Regions from separate parts of the Mus musculus genome. Here all the other regions are linked to region 3. A link is a contact called in public ChIA-PET and HiChIP or PLAC-seq data. All regions are on one chromosome and are shown on one strand. The core of a region is the stretch at or near the end of the contact, and the rest is flanking DNA. Distances in the headings are between cores, read along the strand shown.

Region 1 (3,055 bases), core at 424-2,923, 420 kb after region 3:
TTAAAAAATACATTTTTAGAATATAAATCTTCATTAAAATAAAAGAATCAACTATGTGCTTTTGGAGAAATATTCACAAACAACTCTCAGACCTTTGAGAAATAATCTAACTCGAATCACCAGTCTAAATAGGTCATTTAACTGAGAAGAATTAAAATTAGCAGTGTAGGGTCAAGTGTTTCCCTGAAACATATGCAGCCTGCCTGTCCTATTCTCTTCAAAGTCAAATCAGAGGAAAGTACCATGAAGAAGCGCAATGAAGAAGTCTACCGAACATCTCAGTTATTCTGCTTCTGAAATGTCAACAAAATTAATGAGAGTAAAAAGGCACAGAGCAGGGGATAAATTCGAGCTGGGGAGGGCAGAGTGACCACAGGAAATAAGCTCTTTCTGTGCAGCAGGATGACAGGATGCTCGTCCCTGCGTCTCACACACAAACTTTCACAGTAAATGCAAATGCAATGCAGCAAGACAAACCTCAAACAAGCACTTCAGTCCATGCTAAGCTTCACTTCTTCGATGAAACTAACAAGAACAAGAACCTTTCCTGATACAGATACAGAGCCTGAGATCCCAGCACTAGAAGGCTGAGGTGAGTGCACCAGGAGTTTGAGGCCAGCCTCTGCTGCACAAAGGGACCCGGCATCCCAGAATAACAGGAACTTTAGCTTGTCCCAACATCTTTCAGCATTTCCTCATCTTACACATTCTGATAAGCTCAGTAATGAAATCTCTCTTCTCCCAGAAGCCTTCAAAACATTATAGAATAAACATTCCCTTAAGTCTAAGATACTTAAATACTGATGATAATAATAAGTCATAAATAAAGATGTTTAACTGCTGGAGACATTCAAGATCCCTCCATTCCAAAGGGCTTCATCAATGTGTCGAAAAACAAGGACCCTTGACTTTAGACTGGAAGGCAGGAGAGGAGACAGAACAGAAGTGCAGTAAGCACGGGTGTTGTTTCCGGACTCTTCAAAGCCACCAGAGAAGGCACTCCACATTCTTTCTTAATTGAAAGTAACTTTGATGCTGGCGGATGTGGGGAAGGGAGTCCTATCATAGCCTCAGCTGGCAACAGTACACTGAACAGAGGGAAGATCACTGGTGCTAGTGAAGCCAGTTTTCTCCTCGCCTGCTTTCCTAACACCCCTTCCCCAAAATGAGGTCTTGAGAAATCCCCATTCTCCCAAGACGTCTCTGCCTGTTTAGAGATGAAATGGAAGGACCTTGGCTGACAAGGAGACGCTGGAGGTGTGGCATCGAGGAACTGCTAAGGAACACTCTACGCTACATTTTTTTTTTTCTTTTTAAGAAAACCGGGGGAGGGAGGGGTGCCTAAACAAAATTAGGATTTACTCATCACCAGATGGATGATAAAATATTTATGGTTGCCAAAGACAAATTTACACGCCCCCCCCCCTTCCTCCCAACACTCACACACCCTGAAGCAAAGGCGGAAATAATCCAGGGAAGGGCAGAACAGGTTGGCTTGCTCTAAATCCTCTTTTCACCCGCTTGTACCAGACTCCCCTAGTCCCCAGCTCACGCACATAAACACACACACACACACACACACACACACACACACACACACACACACGGAGCCCAGCCTCTAAGTGGCCACTTCTCCGCCCCACTACCCCATCATTAGTTCTGAGCGGACTCTGCCCAACAACTGCTCAGCCTCCAAGGCGTCCCTATGGGTGGCGTCCCTAGCATCCAAGAGGTTCGGAAACGCCTGGGGACCTGGCGCCAGTGCCAAGGTTGAGGAACCTGGGGGTTCCTCCTTCCACGCCTTCAACCTGAGAGAGGATTAAGTTGTCCCGGACTGGCAGAGCTCAGGAAGCGGTCCCTCCCACTCCAGCCTCTCTGGAGCTCGGACACCCAGGGGTCCCCTGCCTCCGTGGAGGTGAGCGCGCACTCACCGGAGGTGAGCTGCATCCAAGCACAGATCTTGTACACGGTGGCTGTGTTGCAGAAGAAGAAGAGGGTAAAGCAAACGATGCAGGCGATGATGAGCATCATGGAGAGGCCGATGAAGAAGGAGGCGGCTTTGAAGGCGCCCGAGGGCAGCGTGGAGAAGTCCGTGAAGCTACCCCTGCAGGTCAGCTCCCGGGAGAAGCCGTTGCCGATGCAGTAGTGGAAGAGCCCGAAATAGCCGGCTTGCGGGGTGTCCACGCCGTCGCCGATCCAGTAGGGCTGGATGAAGCACACCACATTGACGATGGCAAAGCAGATGGTGAAGATGGCCCACAGCACGCCGATGGCCCGCGAGTTCCGCACATAGTTGGTGTGGTACAGCTTGGCAGCCTCCTGAGCCGGGAGCATCGCGGCGGCGGCGGCGGCGGCTCCGGGCATTCTCCCCCTCCTCCTCCTCCTCCCGGTCCTCCGCCTCCCCCCGCCTCTCGGCGCGCAGGAGACACACTCGCCGAGCGAGCGGCGTGCGTTGCAATTCCCCTGCCTCCGCCTCAGCCCAGCAGCACCAGTTCTAGAGTCTGCACCCTCGCTCCCGGAAGGAGGGAGGGGGAGCGTGGAGCACCCCTCCGGCTCGCCAGGCACAGCCTCCCGCCCCCCTCTTCCCTCCCTCCTGGACCCGGCTCCAGCCCTGCTTTGCACCCTCCACTCCTCTGCTCGTTGCTGCAGCTGCTGCAGCTGAAGCCTGCGAGCCCTCACGCCCCCTTACTCTTCATCTCGCCTTTGACCCTCTTTCCTGTAGGCTCTGCTGGTGCCCCAGGTCACAGAGGATCGCGGCTACCAGGAGATGCTTCTTAAGTGCCAGGAGCAAGAGAAGCAGACGTGGAGTTATAAGAGCGCGCCCAGAGGAATCCTAGAGGCACTCCCTGGATCCTGGAGGATGTGCTGCTGGCCAAGAGGCTGATCCTGAGCTTTTCATCACCGCACAGGAACGTGCTTTGACCTCTGCATCTCTGCAGGGAAAAAAAGAGGCAGCCTTATGGCAGGTGTAGGTGAGAAAGGAAGAGAGATGTGGTTCCCGGGGAGGTATCCCTGTTAAAACCACAGAATTGCCCCAAGCTAACTCTTAGGTGAC
Region 2 (2,948 bases), core at 243-2,742, 340 kb after region 3:
TGGGTCGAGAACTACCTGAGTCTTGGGCTAGAGAGTTGGCTGAGTGGTTAAGAGCATTTGTTATTTTTGCAAAAGACCCAGGTTAAGTTCCCAGCACCTACATGGAAGCTCAGAATTTCCTCAGGTACCAGGCGTAAATGTGGTTCACAGGCATTTATGCAGACAAAACATTCATACATACCACATAAAATAAATCTTTAAAAAGAGAAACTACCTACTCAAATCAAAATCAGTGTCATATGCATCTAATTTCAAATGAGGTCACATTCTGAGGTACTGGCGTTAGGACTTCAACATGCCTTTATGTTGTGGCCACAATGCAACCCACAGCAGATGGATCTATTGACCTAGGCCCATATGTCCATTGCAAACTGCAATGTCACTGTCTGTCCTTGGTGACAGTGGTAAAATGCCCTTACTCTTCATATTCTGGTTTATTATCAGTTCTACTAACATTGAATGTGTTTCCATTTCTTTTGACCAATAATGACAAACAGCTTTTAGAAGCATAAAAGTATTTGTTACCGAAAATAAAAACACAAACTAGAAGTTGGAACATATTTTATGAGGAGTAGTAATTTTCTTAAGAGAATGTGAAAACTGGCATTTCAAGACAGAGGATTCATGTAATATTTTAGTGTTAAGAAAGAAGAATAAAGTATCATTGACAATATGGGTAAGAGTAGCGGTCACTTATCCAAGCGCTCAAGGAAAAAAATTACACCTGAGTGCCTTCTGCTGTTAGTACTTGGCACAGGCATTACAAATAAAACATGCTTAACAGGCAGGTACTCACTGAGCAGTTAAATTATTAACAATTGTTTGAGAGAGCAAATATCCTTTAGGTAGGCTCAAAAATGTATGCTCTCGTTCTTCTGTTTATATTTCCAATTTCCTGGCTCGGCTCAGATGGAATCAGTTGATAATTTTTTTAAAGTTATGCTCTTAAAGCCATTTGTGTACTCATTGTTTTTCAGCATGATCTCAATTATACGCTAATCGGTGTTAACATTTACAAGCAGTGTAACTATACAGAGCAATTTATTTTCTTCTCAGGATGACCCTGAAAAATCTAATGCTAACTCCCATTAAATCCAATCACATTCAGCCAGCATTAAATATTGGCTCTACATTCATTTAAGTGCCAGCTAATAAAATCTGTATTTCTCAAAAAAAAATTTTTTTTTAAACCCATAAGAGAATTCAACTTCAGCCCTCAAAACTACAATGCTAACTCTGCTGTGTAGCAGTGTGGAATTGGATGCAATGAGCCTGTTTTGGATCACTGCTTAACTGCTGAGGTCAATAAGACCTTGTTTGTGCATCTAGAGCTTATGCATAAATCTAACAGCATAAACAGATTCTCTTGCCAATTTACATTCTGAACACCAACTCTGCATTTACAAATTGTTTCTGTCTTCTGAAATAGGGTAAGAAAAAGAACAATTCAACTGATTGCACATAGTGTCTCCCTAACAATTTTCTTAAAAATATCAGGCCAGCTGTGTTTCATTTCAGAATTCCCTATCCTCAGATCTGGGCATGATTGTGTGGTGTTCCGAATACAGAGGCACCCAAGAAACTCTAGGAAGAACGTAACAATATTCCCCTCCTCTAGCATACGTTTAAGAATTCACACTGAAATTGCTCTTGCAGAGCTCTTAAACAACTCAATGCCAATTTCCTCTTCTTATTCTGGAAACACTGCATGTTAGTTAGAAAAAGGGGGAATTCTAATTATGACAGTCTTTCTTACATGTGACTGCGTGATTTGTTTGCACCAGACCCCTGATTCTCCAAAAGTCACAGCAAAGGCCAAAGCTTCAGTCTCAAAGGGAGAAGAATGCTTTGGTGTGACACAGTTCTCTGTCACTGAAATAGTAGAATTTACAGCGTGCCATTTTGAAGAGGTGAATGGATTAATATTAAATGTTCCATCTTTACTGAAACACAATGTTTATTGGGAAGCGTGTCTTCTCTAGGATTTGAGAGACCTCCATTTTAAGTCACATTTTCTGCTGAAAAGAAATAAATCTGGCTAGGTGGTCAAATGGAAAGTAGAAATATGGTGTCTGCAAGAAGTTATCTACAAAAACTCTCAGGTAATACTATATATAGGAAGCCTTGTTGGATGTTTTATAGTATTACAGGAATATATAAGGTCCATGAAAAATGATTCTAGATGCTAAAAACAGCAAGAGACAATATTTTTGCATGTAAGTGTGAGAGTTTACAGTTCACAGTAGAGATTCCTCACCTCATAGATAGGAAATGAAACCGAGGAAGGACAATACCAGTATGTCTCTCAGAGGCTCATTCCCAGTCACCCGAAGACCTACCTTTCATTCTTTTCTTTCTTTCTTTCTTTCTTTCTTTCTTTCTTTCTTTCTTTCTTTCTTTCTTTTTTCTTTCTTTCTTTTTTTCTTTCTTTCCTTCTTTCCACTTTCTAGACTTCTACCACCTCCAAAAAGTCTAGGGAATCAAGACTTTTTTTAATACATGAGCATATAGGAACACCCAAGATCCAAACAACATCGGGTTGTTTTAAGGATGAAATGAGCTAATATTAAGGGAAAAAAATCTTTCAGGAGCACCTGAAAATAAGATCCTTAAAATGCAAATTAAAATGTTTTTGAAATTTCATCTTATCCCAGTCAGAATGGCTAAGATAAGAAACAAACAAACAAGCAAACAAACAAACACCATCTGTGTAGGGAAAGGTGCACACTTACTTTCTGTTGGAGGAAGTGCAAAGTGATGTAGCTGCTATGAAAATCAGTGCAAGGTTTCCTCAAAAACCCAGAAAGAAATATATACCACCTATTCCAACTGTACAACTCCTGGGCACATTACCAAAGGAGTATATATCCATATATATATCTTCATCCATGTTCATTATGGCTCTGTTCACTATAGCCAGAAAGTAAAAAAAAAAAAAAAAATCTAGC
Region 3 (3,115 bases), core at 147-2,646:
TAGCCATTTTCTGACCAAGCAGGGAACCAGCTACATGATGAACCTGACACCAGGATCCAAGAAAAGACGACAGGTCCTTGATAAAATTGTGTCAGCCATGTTTTCCTGGTTCCAAAGTGTTTTCCATGTTTCAGACTCTTTAACGGAGGTTTCTGTCACCTGCAGCCAAACCATCTGCATTCTGTGCTCGCTTAGAGACATTCAGCCATCTTCCCTTTTCGCTTTGCAGCCTCAGCTTCCAACTTGGCCTCATTATTCCTCCCTTCCTGGCTGCCTTTTCTTTCTCTTTACAGTGTACTTGGAAATAGAATATGGACTTCAAAGGCCTGGTAACATATGTATCCCTCCCCTTTCTTCCTCACTTCATGACCTTCAAAAGTGGTCCAATAATCATTTACTCCTGCCAGTTTCCTGTAGCTGCTTGGATCACTCCTGGCCTTTCTTTGCTAGCAGCTCCCACCCCAGTGCTAACAAGGAGACTGCCTCTTTGCTTCTTGAAGAAATACCTTTTTTCATGCTAAACTGCATCTCCTCTACATACTGGTTGAAACTAATGAAGCCCGCCATGCCAAATGCTATGAAACATGAAGGTCACTGGAGTGGACCCTCTACTGCATTGTCTGCATGTACTGTCACTGACTTAATGGCTTGCTCACTTGAGCCCTGACTAGGGGCTGTACTATTGAGGCCTTATTTAGCTGATTGAAAGCTGTCATGGAAGCATTCCATCACACCCATCCATGAGCTGAAGAGTGACAGGGGATTTAATTTTTATGGTACTTGTCATGGCAAAAGACAGAAGCCCTGGCACTAACATAGGCAGGGACATGCTTTTAAGATCTAGATTTTAATGAGCATATTTTAGGTGAATTCAAATAGTTAAGACACTTTGTCCATCTCCCAGTCTGGCTCATTTACCACCATAAATGTAAGAAGCTATGCCAAGATAACTTAGCGCACATGGTTTGGGGAAAGTCAGAGACAAGGTAGTGCTAGGAATAATCCTGAAAAAAGGAATATTGTAGGAGTTGTGTGCAGGCGGAGGGACAGTGATGCTACTGATGTGACCGGACAGGGGGAGTTTGAATTGGTCTTTCCTGAATTATTGATACTTTTCTAAATCACACCATGGAACACTTGGACCTTTTAGATTTGCTGCCCCTGCACCCAACAAGAACGACTCCACAGAGATTCCTGGCAGGTTCAGTGACATCATCCTGAGACTGACAGTTGCTTTAGGGAATAAAAGGACAGCATGTGTCTGCTTCATTCCCCTTTTCTTTGCCTTTCCTTTAGCTCGTTTTATCAAGTCACGCGAAGCTTTCACTAACACAAGTGAGGCTTGCAAATGGTTGGAAGAATCAACATCCTTTACAGAGCAGGGGAAGAAAGGGAAGAGGCAAGCAGTGGCGAGAAAGAACAGAAGGCTGTTATCTTCCCTGTTTGGCTTCATCTCATCCAGAAGGCTGACTTTCCGGCAGTGAGGAAGGGGGATGGTCAAATTATGGTAATTAGGATCTTATGTGGCAGCTCATGATTTGCATTTCCTTCATTTCCTTGTTTCCCTCCGTGTTTGCTGGGAGACTAAATAATACACGTCTATGTTTCGACCAAAGGATTTTTCTTGGGGTCCCAAGAGAAAGGGTCATCTGTGCACATTTGGGCTGCCCTTTACCAGAACTCTTTTCAGTGGGATGGAGGCAGGTGGCTTAGTAGAATCAGGTGATTTGTTTACAGGGAACTTCAGAGACTTCGGAAAAAGACCATAGGATTGGAAGAGCTTCCCTAAGGATCTATTATGCAGGTGCTGACTACCTCACCTTGTTTGTGCAGTGGGTTATCAAACAGCTTTTATTTTCCTTCCTGCCTCCTAAGAAGCAGTTTGCTTCCTGAGAGACCAGCACTGTAGGAAAAACTCTCAAGGAGACTTGCGTTCACTTACTTATCAAGTGGAGGTCATAGTAATTTCTTCTGTCACTTTAGCCAACACACCCTAGTCTAGGCTTTGGTCTTTTTTTTTTTTTTTTTTAATTTCAATATGTGATTGGCAACTTGTCACTGATGATACAGATACTCATTGTCCTTAGCTGCCAATCAATTACTGTGTGGACCACGTTTATGTTCATGTTAGATTAAACAAGAAAGGAAAAGAACAGCTTAAAATGAGGGATTGCTGGGAAGTCCTTACAGTCTGTTTTAACAGGACCATAATTCCCTGCAACTGTATTTGAGAAGATATTATCAGAAAATACTGGCTATTGAATTGAAGGAATCTAATCCACCAGCAGCTTCTTTGCAAATGCTGTGTCTGAAGTATGAGCCCACCCAGAGCTACCTTCATTCTCCTTGCTGTCAACACCAACCCTGCAGTGCCATTGACTCAGTTCCATCCCCTTGTGGCAAAGCTTCACTCGATGGCCTTTTCCTGAAGGCCTGCGGCAACTTTGCCCATGCTCTGATTATCATTCTGGTCCTGGTGTTGGGAACACTGGCGCTTTTCATCATGTGTCAATGATGGTGAAAGAAGCAGCTCCAGGGTGGCTGGGTCATCTTGTCTATCTTCTCATAGTGCAACACGTTAGGATGCAGAGTAACTGCTCCTGCCTGTGTGGGCTAAATGGAAACTATTTTTGTGACAAATGTTCAATTCAAGTCTAGTGTATACAGTACTTCTGCAGTATATGTGAGAAAGTGTGCGGACTGTGTGTGTATGCTCAGTGAGTTTGCAGAGTGGAAGGAACTCTGGTTTCATCAGCACCCAGCTCAGGAAGCAGAAGCAAGACCTATATGTCTCTTGTTTGCCACACCCCTTGTCACCTTACACTGCTCTTTGCCTTTCTACTGTAGTTTCTTTGGGCTCCAAGTTATCCAAAGGAAGATATACAGAAGAGTTGAGTTTCTAGAGACGGGGAAGAAGCAAATTCAGTCTTTCATCCACCTTTCCAACATGCTTTGTAGTGCAACAACTTCTTGTCATTAGATACATGGCCACTTCATTACAGTCAAAATGCTGAATGTCTCCAGATCAACACAGCTCAGGTCCTGTCTGGGCCATGTTGAGGGTGGGTCTCTCTCAGTGCTGTCTGGTTATCTTGTTGACAGTTCCAATTCTTTA

The links. ChIA-PET counts read pairs in DNA pulled down with a chosen protein or histone mark. HiChIP or PLAC-seq counts read pairs in DNA pulled down with a chosen protein or histone mark.
Region 1: an RNA polymerase II ChIA-PET map of neural stem cells shows a contact between it and region 3, with 64 times the contacts expected there. The contact joins the promoter of A930003O13Rik here to the enhancer-like site in region 3. A contact is called at or near these places in 8 of 39 promoter capture datasets (the 3T3-L1 cell line, HPC-7-derived erythroid cells, cranial neural crest and 4 more), 1 of 484 Hi-C or Micro-C datasets (embryonic stem cells), 7 of 115 datasets of contacts at active chromatin or transcription factors (embryonic forebrain, forebrain, neural progenitor cells and 4 more) and 2 of 9 other capture datasets (adipose tissue and embryonic stem cells).
Region 2: a contact with region 3 is called in an H3K27ac HiChIP or PLAC-seq map of oligodendrocyte precursor cells, with 5 times the contacts expected there. The contact joins two enhancer-like sites.

Annotation. Positions count from the first base shown.
Region 1 is chr5:22,745,502-22,748,556 of GRCm38.p6, reverse strand. A930003O13Rik (RIKEN cDNA A930003O13 gene) reads left to right here and starts at 1,673. Exons shown (of 3, transcript NR_027362.1): 1 at 1,673-2,972. Lhfpl3 (lipoma HMGIC fusion partner-like 3) reads right to left here and starts at 2,503. Exons shown (of 3, transcript NM_029990.2): 1 at 1,932-2,503. The coding sequence starts at 2,364.
Region 2 is chr5:22,828,630-22,831,577 of GRCm38.p6, reverse strand. All of the region lies in intron 1 of Lhfpl3 (lipoma HMGIC fusion partner-like 3), which reads right to left. Among named protein-coding and RNA genes, the nearest start is that of A930003O13Rik, 83 kb to the right of the region's middle. Within about 2 kb of position 1,492, at least 8 of the 459 cell types and tissues checked have an H3K27ac peak or open chromatin away from gene starts, as enhancers often do. A contact at or near this core is called in oligodendrocyte precursor cells, where this site is marked.
Region 3 is chr5:23,164,387-23,167,501 of GRCm38.p6, reverse strand. All of the region lies in intron 2 of Lhfpl3 (lipoma HMGIC fusion partner-like 3), which reads right to left. Among named protein-coding and RNA genes, the nearest start is that of Gm17434, 150 kb to the left of the region's middle. Within about 2 kb of position 1,396, at least 25 of the 459 cell types and tissues checked have an H3K27ac peak or open chromatin away from gene starts, as enhancers often do. A contact at or near this core is called in embryonic forebrain, neural progenitor cells, neural stem cells and 2 more, where this site is marked.